Linked DNA regions of Mus musculus: region 2 is linked to region 1. A link is a contact called in public Hi-C data. All regions are on one chromosome and are shown on one strand. The core of a region is the stretch at or near the end of the contact, and the rest is flanking DNA. Distances in the headings are between cores, read along the strand shown. Region 1 overlaps Ptprn2 (protein tyrosine phosphatase, receptor type, N polypeptide 2). Region 2 overlaps Ptprn2 (protein tyrosine phosphatase, receptor type, N polypeptide 2).

Evidence for each region. Hi-C and Micro-C count contacts between places; a contact is called where the count stands out from the background.
Region 2: a Hi-C map of cerebral cortex shows a contact between it and region 1, with 1.8 times the contacts expected there. The contact joins two enhancer-like sites. A contact is called at or near these places in 6 of 39 promoter capture datasets (cranial neural crest, embryonic stem cells, epiblast stem cells and 3 more), 1 of 484 Hi-C or Micro-C datasets (cerebral cortex), 5 of 115 datasets of contacts at active chromatin or transcription factors (all in embryonic stem cells) and 1 of 9 other capture datasets (embryonic stem cells).

Annotation. Positions count from the first base shown.
Region 1 is chr12:117,022,543-117,026,641 of GRCm38.p6, forward strand. Ptprn2 (protein tyrosine phosphatase, receptor type, N polypeptide 2) reads left to right here. Exons shown (of 23, transcript NM_011215.2): 12 at 262-326. Among named protein-coding and RNA genes, the nearest start is that of Gm10421, 130 kb to the right of the region's middle. Within about 2 kb of position 2,624, at least 13 of the 459 cell types and tissues checked have an H3K27ac peak or open chromatin away from gene starts, as enhancers often do. A contact at or near this core is called in cerebral cortex, where this site is marked.
Region 2 is chr12:117,252,258-117,256,653 of GRCm38.p6, forward strand. Ptprn2 (protein tyrosine phosphatase, receptor type, N polypeptide 2) reads left to right here. Exons shown (of 23, transcript NM_011215.2): 20 at 1,346-1,399; 21 at 3,289-3,353. All of the region lies in intron 2 of Gm5441 (predicted gene 5441), which reads right to left. Among named protein-coding and RNA genes, the nearest start is that of Mir153, 3.6 kb to the left of the region's middle. Within about 2 kb of position 2,279, at least 10 of the 459 cell types and tissues checked have an H3K27ac peak or open chromatin away from gene starts, as enhancers often do. A contact at or near this core is called in cerebral cortex, where this site is marked.

The DNA.
Region 1 (4,099 bases), core at 1,374-3,873:
AGGACCAGAGATTGCCTAGCATGGCATGCCTTCTAAGATGGCGTAGAAAGTATAGAGAGGTGCTTTGCTGAGGCAGACCAGATACTGAGTGGGACATGGGGTTCTCCATGTCCATGTCCCCCCTGTTGCTCAACATAGCATCTCCATGAAGTCAGACGGCTCAAACAGTTGTTTGAGAGAATTCATCAGTAGAGAACACTCTCCGATATCCCACCCTTCTCTATGCTGACGTTCTTTTGATTTTTCTTTTTCTTCTCACAGCTGACAACAAAGACCAGCTGGAGAAGGCAACTGGACTGACAATCCTTCAAAGTGGAATCAGGCCGGTGAGTAGGTTGAGGAGTATCCTTATAAGAGATGGATGCCCTCACGCCCACCAGGTGTCTCAGTGCTGGCTGGCTGGTGAAATTCAAGAGCATAGGTTTGGCTCATTGTGTGGCTAATCCACGTAGCGTCTTGTTGGCTCAGCTGGTAGGAGATCGGTCCTCCCAGTGTTTATAGATGCTGACTAATGGTGTAGGCAAATGTGACTACTTATGTTATGCCTTTGAAATCATAGTTTTGTATCTCCCCAAGAAAAATCTATCACAAACCAAACAGGAAACTCCAGGAAAGATGATGATGTATAGGACTTAAATTATTGAAAATGAGTTAGTTCCTGGAAATCACTCTTTCCTTGGGAATTTGGTGTCTTTGTTACTTAGACATGTGTGTTTAAACAAAGGTGCAGAGCTATGAATCTGTCCTTGAAGTGACTTGATGCTGTCAGACTCTTTGGTGTCCAGCCATTGCCTCGCTGCAACCAGACACTATGTCTTCTCTGTGCCTGCTGGTGGCTGCTCTCTTGGCCAACTGACAGTGTAATGAAGTGCACATGTAACAGTGACTGAGGTTCCTCCTGGGAGCTGCATGTAGCCACTCACAAGTCAGCGTGGACCAAAGCCAATCTATGCTCTTGTGTCTGAAATTCAGATTTCACAGCACTTGCCATTAAAGTTAATTAAGTATTAAGGAGTGCTTGTTTGTAAGTGTTCCCCGCTATATACATTGGCTTGTCCTTACGGAACCACTTAGAGACTCAAAGCTGCTTTGCAGAGGCTCTGATTCTGCAACCAGGTCTTTGGCTTCTGGAGCCAGTAGCTGTTTAATTGGTGGCTGTTCTCAGAGACCTGGACTTCCTGGAAGCTCTTAAGAGGGCTTGAGTGCCTGGGGGCGCCTTAGTTATTGACAGCAGAGTGAGAGAGTCTATAACTGATAGAAACTTCTCAAAGGACATTCTAAGAGCCTGACAAATGTCACTCTTCTCTGTGTGTTCTTGAGGCTATGCTGGATGAGCAGAGCAGGTGACAGCTGAAGACACTCTGATTATTTACTGTTTCTTTAACAGCCAGTGAAGTGGAAGGAAGGAAGAAGCCAAATGTCTTGGGGCTTCAGATCTCCTATATCTAAATGAGGGACAGTGGCCATGTCAGAGAGAACAGTGTGGTGTGGAGACTGGACAGTGGGCACTTAGATGTTACTGCCTGCCTCTAGCTGAGGACAAGTTTATGTGCTGGGGGCTATTTCCAGTTCAGTTTCTTCTTTGGGGAGAAATGGTGGCATCCAGCCATTGAGAGCAACCCACATTCAGGCAGCACTCATTGGTATGGCCCAGTTTCAGAAAATGTAGACACCGTGAGTTGAGTGTGTAAGCCACTCAGGAACAGGCAGCAGGTGCATAAGACCCCACTTCACACGGGAGGCCACGGTGTGATTCATGCGTTTGGTTGCTGAATACCTCATCCCTTATTGCAGTGTGGCCTCCGGCTGCTCCAGGGCAGTCAGGATGCACAGTGGGCCAACCCCATTGCTTAAGATAGACCTGGTTCTCAAGCATTTTCCAAGCTTTTCTTGGCTTCTTTCATAAGACCCACACTCTCATACCCTACCCTGAGCCTGAGGATTGGCTCTGCAGTGGCCTGTTCAGAACACAGCTGCTTGTTCTGGGGTGGAGAGGTTGGAAAGCTGTGTTCTCATCCTCCTTATGACCCCACCTTACAGGCTCTGGCCTCCAGCACTTTCCTTCTACCAAGGAATCTAGGCTTTCTCTCTGGTTGCCTGTGTGTTCACCATAAATATCTGTTTCCATTCTGCAGTGATGCCTTTAGAGTAGTCTTTCTTCTTACCTTGTGGCTCCATGTTCTATGCTGCTCTACAGGTAGTTAGTGTCTCTACCTCAGTCTACCTCATGGTAAACAGTCTACCTCATGGTTCTGTATCCTCTACTGTAGCATAGGTCAGTCTACCTTGGAAGAGCTTGTGCAGGTTTTCTTCGATAGCAGATATAAAATGTCTGGACAGAGTTAGCAGGAGGAGACTCCCCATTGACCTCAGCCTCACCGTTCTGCCATGCTAGTCACCTTTGCTCCTGAGATTCAAGCCAGCAGCCCTCAGAAGAGCTCAGCCTGCTGCCACGGTGCTTCCTGGAGATAGCCCCTTATCCCAAATATCTATTTTATAATCCCTTGCTTCAACCAGCAGCCACTTTGAAAGCTGGTGCCTCTTGAACCTTTAGCGTTGGCTGGTATCACTGCCGTGGCCTTGAGCCCAGCTCTCCACATGTTTCCTTGGCATATCCCTTGCCAGCTCTAGGCTGGAAGCTGCTCTGACAGGCAGAGAACATTTACAGTAGCAAAATGGGAGGAAAGGATTCAAGCTGAGAAAATTTTTAGAAACCTAATCATATCTTTTTCCTAATTTTAACTCTCTCATCCAGTAAGCCTGGTCTTGATGAATTTTTTTCTTTCTTTTCTTTCTTTCTTTTTTTTTTTTTTTTTCTTTTAGCGTATTTCGAATTCTTTTGATTCCTGACTCTGGAATGTAAAGCAGAGTGTGATTGCTAGAAATCTAGCAGCATTTACAGATCTGCTCCAGGCACTTGTAATTCACACGTGTGATGACAGATAGCAGAATTAGAACCTTTTAAGCCAAATAGAAATATCTCAAAACAAAATTTACAGGAAATGAGGAGATTGTGGTGCACACACGCATCCCGAATAGATGGGTGGTATTTTGATGTATTTCGAAATCTAATTTCTGACACCTTGAAAACTTTTCACATTTTAGTCACATTAATGAAGCTGTGTTTCCTCCAGAGGACAATTATAATAGCCCTGAAGAAAAGCTCAGAATGTGCTGAGAAACCAGCCTAGAAAGTTTTCCACCAGGCATGGGTCCCCCTCATTATGGAGTGGGGCTGCTTCTAGTTCTGATGCTAGCCATAAACAGCCTTGAAGCTTATCTGCCCAACCTTGAAGGCAGACAGAACAGACTATCTGGCCCAGCATCACCATGGTGGCCTTAAAGACCACAGCAGGGAGGAGTCCAAGAGCAGTGCTTGTGGGGGAAGGGGCAAGAGCTACTCTGGTGGAACTGAGCTCCTCCTGCTGGAGAGAGGCTTCCCACTCAGTGGAGTGGCTGAGACCAGATGTGGGTTCTCAGGAACCTCTCCAAAAAGTTTCCAGACCTCTTCTAAGAGTCAAGGAGGTTTGCCTGTGCAAGCTCAATAACTGTTCTTCACAGACATCCAAACCCCTGTAACCATCCCTGTGCCTCTGATGCTCCTGCTACTCAGAGCTTAAGGAAGAATTTTGTTCAAAGGAAGGGACTGTATGCTTTCAAATAAGTCCATCTTCCATGTCCATTGGAAACCCCAAGAGTTCTTGGGGTGCTTCTGCCCCACAAACTACTGGGGCTCTCCTAAAGCACACCCTGGCTGAGACCCTGTGTAGGGGATCCATGGTTGCAAAGAAAAAGCACGAGGTGTGAGGAAGTGATATGGGGAAGCAGCCTCATTTTCTCCAAATCCCACCTTACCATACTCTGTTGATGGAAGTGTTGTAGCTTTAAGCCTCTTTCATCAAAAATCCCAGCCCAGGGCTATTGAGAAGGCTCAGTGGATAAAGCCAGTTGCTGTCAAACTTGATAATCTGAATTTAGTCCCTGGGTCCTACATGGTGGGATAGGCAGCTGTCTCCCACAGGCTGTCCTCAAACCTCCATATATGTATCGTGGCATGTGTCCATGCATGCACATTCACACATGCAATAAATGAATAAGT
Region 2 (4,396 bases), core at 1,029-3,528, 230 kb after region 1:
TAAAATGGTGAAGGTTTTTTACAGATTATATAGACAGAGCTGCCAGAGACCAAGAGCAGCTGAAAACAGCTTTGAACATGACCTGTCTGTAGGGGGCCATATCTTATCCAGGCTCTGCATCTGCCCTTCAATTCCCATTTGCTAGTTCCGTCGTGGGGGGAGGGGGAACTCAGACTTCTATCAGAAGTAGCTGAGTCTAGTAACACTGCAGTAGAAGTCAAATTTAAAAAAAAAAAAAAAGGAAAAAAAGAAAAGAAAAGCTTTCTGATATTGGGCTGCCTGATACTAAATTATCTACTCAGTGCATGGGCTATAGGACACAGGCTACTGCCCCCTGCCCTGGTCCTCTCTGCTTGGAGGCTTGCAGCCACAGCTGATTGATTTCCACTCTCCACACACTGTCACCGGGCTTGGGCGGCAAAGAAACGTGACATAATCCCATTTCTTGTTCAAGGGGAAACTTTTTTTTTTTTTTGTAGTGTCAATTTTTTTCTCCCTAATTTGAGTCTCATGGTAGGAGGTCACACAGCACATTCTAGAGTATTCACCCTCATCACACTTTTTTTCCCCCTTCCAGCAAACTCAGATCCTGGTCTTGCTTTTCTTGATAAGAATATTTTACTGAGAACTTTAATGTGCTTTGAAAACTTCTTTAGTTTCACTGAATTTAAAGAGTAATGCTTGGACATTGTACTATGAATGAAAAACAAGCCCTCTGGTTGAGATATGATTTGGTGGACAATACCTTCCATATCTCATGGATAGTACTACGGGTCCAAACTTGAACAGTGAAATTACTTTTAAAAACACCCCCAATTTAGAAAAATAGAAAAGACCATCTTGAGTTCCTTAGAATGTTCCTCAATATTTACATACTTGGTCTCAAGCTAGAAGATAAGATAGGATTTTTAGGGTGTTGTTTTTAGATATAATAATGTCATATTTCAGTGTGGTAAATAGACTATAAGACTTTTGAACACACAGGACAAAACTCAGAGTTTCCCAACAGGAGCCCAGTCACTGGAGCCATACATAAGGTTACATGAGAAGGGAAGAGAGAAAGCCTGGAGGGTGAGGCCAGAAGGTACAGGCCTGGCTCCTGTACCTGTGTCCCAAAGCCTAGAGCTCACAGTGGTAAAGGGAGAAAAAACACTCACTCTGGATGTCTAAGATGTGTTTTTAAAGCTCGTTGACTGAGTTGCCATTGAAAGGAGAAACAGATCATTGAGCTAGATATGTAAATCCCCATTCTCTGTGTCTTACGGACTCTGTGCTGCGGCTTGCTGGAGTTTGGATGACAGAGTCAGCATGATGTCACTATAACTTTTATCTCTCTTTATTTCAGAAAAGTGAACAAATGCTACCGAGGCCGCTCTTGTCCGATCATTGTCCATTGCAGGCAAGTATAACTCAACATGGATTACATTTTGCCGTTTCAAAACGTAACAGAGACCATGACAGTGCAGGCTGAGCTCTCTGGCTGACTGGAGAATGTATCTAGCTGGTTTCTTTAAGAGAAACCACAGATATAAACTTAATTTGCCATTCTGTTTGGCTAGAGGAAGCTGTGAATCTTTTTGCCTTTGCACATGGACTAAATAGTACCACGGGCTGTCTTCTACTTCCAAATGACCACACACACACATGCCTTATTTTTTCTTAAACCCTCTTGATGCTACAAAAAATTGAGGACCACAGGTTCAGGCATGTGACTTTATCCCAGTCACAAGATGAAGAATGCCTGGAGATACATTAGGAACAGTCTATAAAGACAGAGCCACCACCAACACTCTGCTCACAGTGGCCAAGGCCAAAGTCATACCAGTGAGAGCTCAGAGGACATTCAGCCTATCAGCTCTGTCTCTACGGACTCCATACTCAACAGTTCATGGTGAAGAATTTACACTCTGTTTTTCTAGAACTGTCTCATAGAACATGCCTTTCTGCCTGGAAGATCTGGTCCTAAAGGTCAAGCAGTGTGTGTGTGTGTGTGTGTGTGTGTGTGTGTGTGTGTGTGTGTGTGTGTACACCTGTGCACATCTGTGCAAAATCTCCAAATGCTTCTGTCTTTGAGCAGGGAGTGAAAATAGCCTATGGCTTCGTGTCTCACAAAGCAAAGCAAAGCATCTTTCACCTGTAAATGTTCTAAGACAAGCTGCAGATTGTTGGAAGATTTGCATCGTATTTCTTAAAATATTCTGAATCTGTGCCACTTGCAGAAGTGAGCCGTGTCAGGCTCTAGGATGTCAGCAGCTCCTTGTCACAGCACGCGGGATCCTGAAAGCCCACGTGCAAGTGAAAGTAGTGTGAAGCGTCCCTCAGTGTTAAGCGTCCCTTATAGTGTGAAGCATCCCTCCTGCCAGCTCACAGCATTTGGGGGAAGCTGTGAACACTGACTGAGGGCCTTCCCAAACCCCTTGGGAGCCACAGCGCTAAGTCTTCCTTAGCTGCTTCCCCTTAAAGTTGCAGCTGATTTGCCAAAAGTCTACATGTGAAGCATCCTCCGTTTAGGAGAGGCAAGGTGTTGTATGAAGACAAACCCCCGTGATGGAAGAGCATGCTGAAAACTCACAAGACACTGCTGTAACATCTACATGGGATCTACATCTCATGAGAGAAGATGATGCTATAGGCCACTGTTCCCCCCAGAAAGGCATTTTCCTTCTCTTTCCACTTACAACCGTGAAGACGCGATTCAAAACATGATTTCCACAACTTGATCTTTCAAGACGTGACTCTTAAGACTCTGGTCCCAGTGGCAAACATCCCAGTTTTAGCTGGTGGTGGGAGGGAGCATGAGAGGACGGTGCTTTCTGAAGAACACAATCTGAGATGAATGAAAGGTACCCTTCTCCCTCAGAAGGGAGGGCGTCTGGAAAGGCGAGCCATGTGTTTTGGTAGGAGTGGGGTGAGCGCCCTGCTCTACCACCCAGCCTTCTCCACCTGGCCACCTGCTGGCTTGGAGTCACAGGATACTATCAGGGATGGTAGAAGGCAGATGCTATCTACTTCCGGCACCAGCAAGCTTCTCTTCATATTTTTCCCCTGACAAAATGGGCCACATCTCAGAGTAAAGGGTGGGCGAGGAGAAACAGCATTCTGAGAGAACCGTTCCTGGCCCCCCTTCTTCCTGACTGTGTGTGTTCTTTGCCCTCTCTCCCTCTAACATGCTGTCTCCCTTCCTCTCCCAGCCCCACTTGAGAATGAGGAAGGACTTGGCTGCTGGCTTTGCTGAGCCTGTTCACACAAGGGTAGGCAGCCTTTCACTCTCTCTCCTTCTGTTGACAGTGACGGCGCCGGCAGGAGTGGAACCTACGTCCTGATTGACATGGTTCTCAATAAGATGGCCAAAGGTGAGAGAGGGATGGTGTTGCTATAGCAACATGGGGAGCACTCTCCACAGGAGGCCTTGGAGAGAATTAGCCTATTGCTGTCCCTTTCCTGAGTCAAGTGGTGTTGAGGCTGTCTGTGGCAAGTGTGCTTATTTTTGAGATTCGTTCTTTATTTTAGGTGGAACCAGCACCCATAGTGTGTCTGCGATAAGGGTCTGCCCCTGGCAGCTTGATGCAGTGTGAGGAGGCCAGAGGGCAGCCTTGAACCTTCAAACCCTGTTGTAGGTCAGCACATCCTTGCAGCTGTTTACTGGTTTTGCAAGGTGTGATTCAGACTTCTTGGCACAACAGGTTCTAATACCACCAGTATGCAGACTTGGTTTAGAGGGGTGGCACCTAAGAACAGGTTCTAATACACTAGTGTGTGTGTGTGTGTGTGTGTGTGTGTGTGTGTGTGTGTGTGTGTCCCAGCCTCACACAGGCTAAGTAAGCCCTGTGCTTCTGAGCCACACCCTGACCCCTCACAAGTCCTCTTAACACCCTCCTTAAGACTCAAAATGGGTTGCAGGCCTAGGATATGGGTCCTAGGACTAGACTAGAACCTGTCCCTCAAGAGGACTTCAGGCATTCCTGGGCTGGGTTTTGAACATTCCAACCCGATACTTGGCCCACAATAAGACTTTCTATATCTATAATGACTAAGCAGTTGTCTTGTGGAATTCAGACCATTGAGGGAAAGGAAGCCAGGGATAAAGTTAAAGGAGCAGGCTCCATCACTCCTGGGGACCTGCACCCTGAGAACCCCAGGCAGAGATGCTGGGAAGGCCCAGCTCCTGCCCGCCTGCCTTCACCTTGTCCCTCCTGACTGATTCATTCTATAGGTCTACGAAGCACAGATCTGAGTAACTCAGTTACAGTCTTGCTCATCTGTGAACCCTTGAGCCTGCTAAGCTGCCCTGGAGTCACTTGAGCCACTCCCCACCCCCCACCCCCCAGGCTCTGGCTTCCCCTGCTGCTCTCTGAGCCCCCCCCCCCCCCCCCCCCCCCCCCGCTAAGCTACTTGC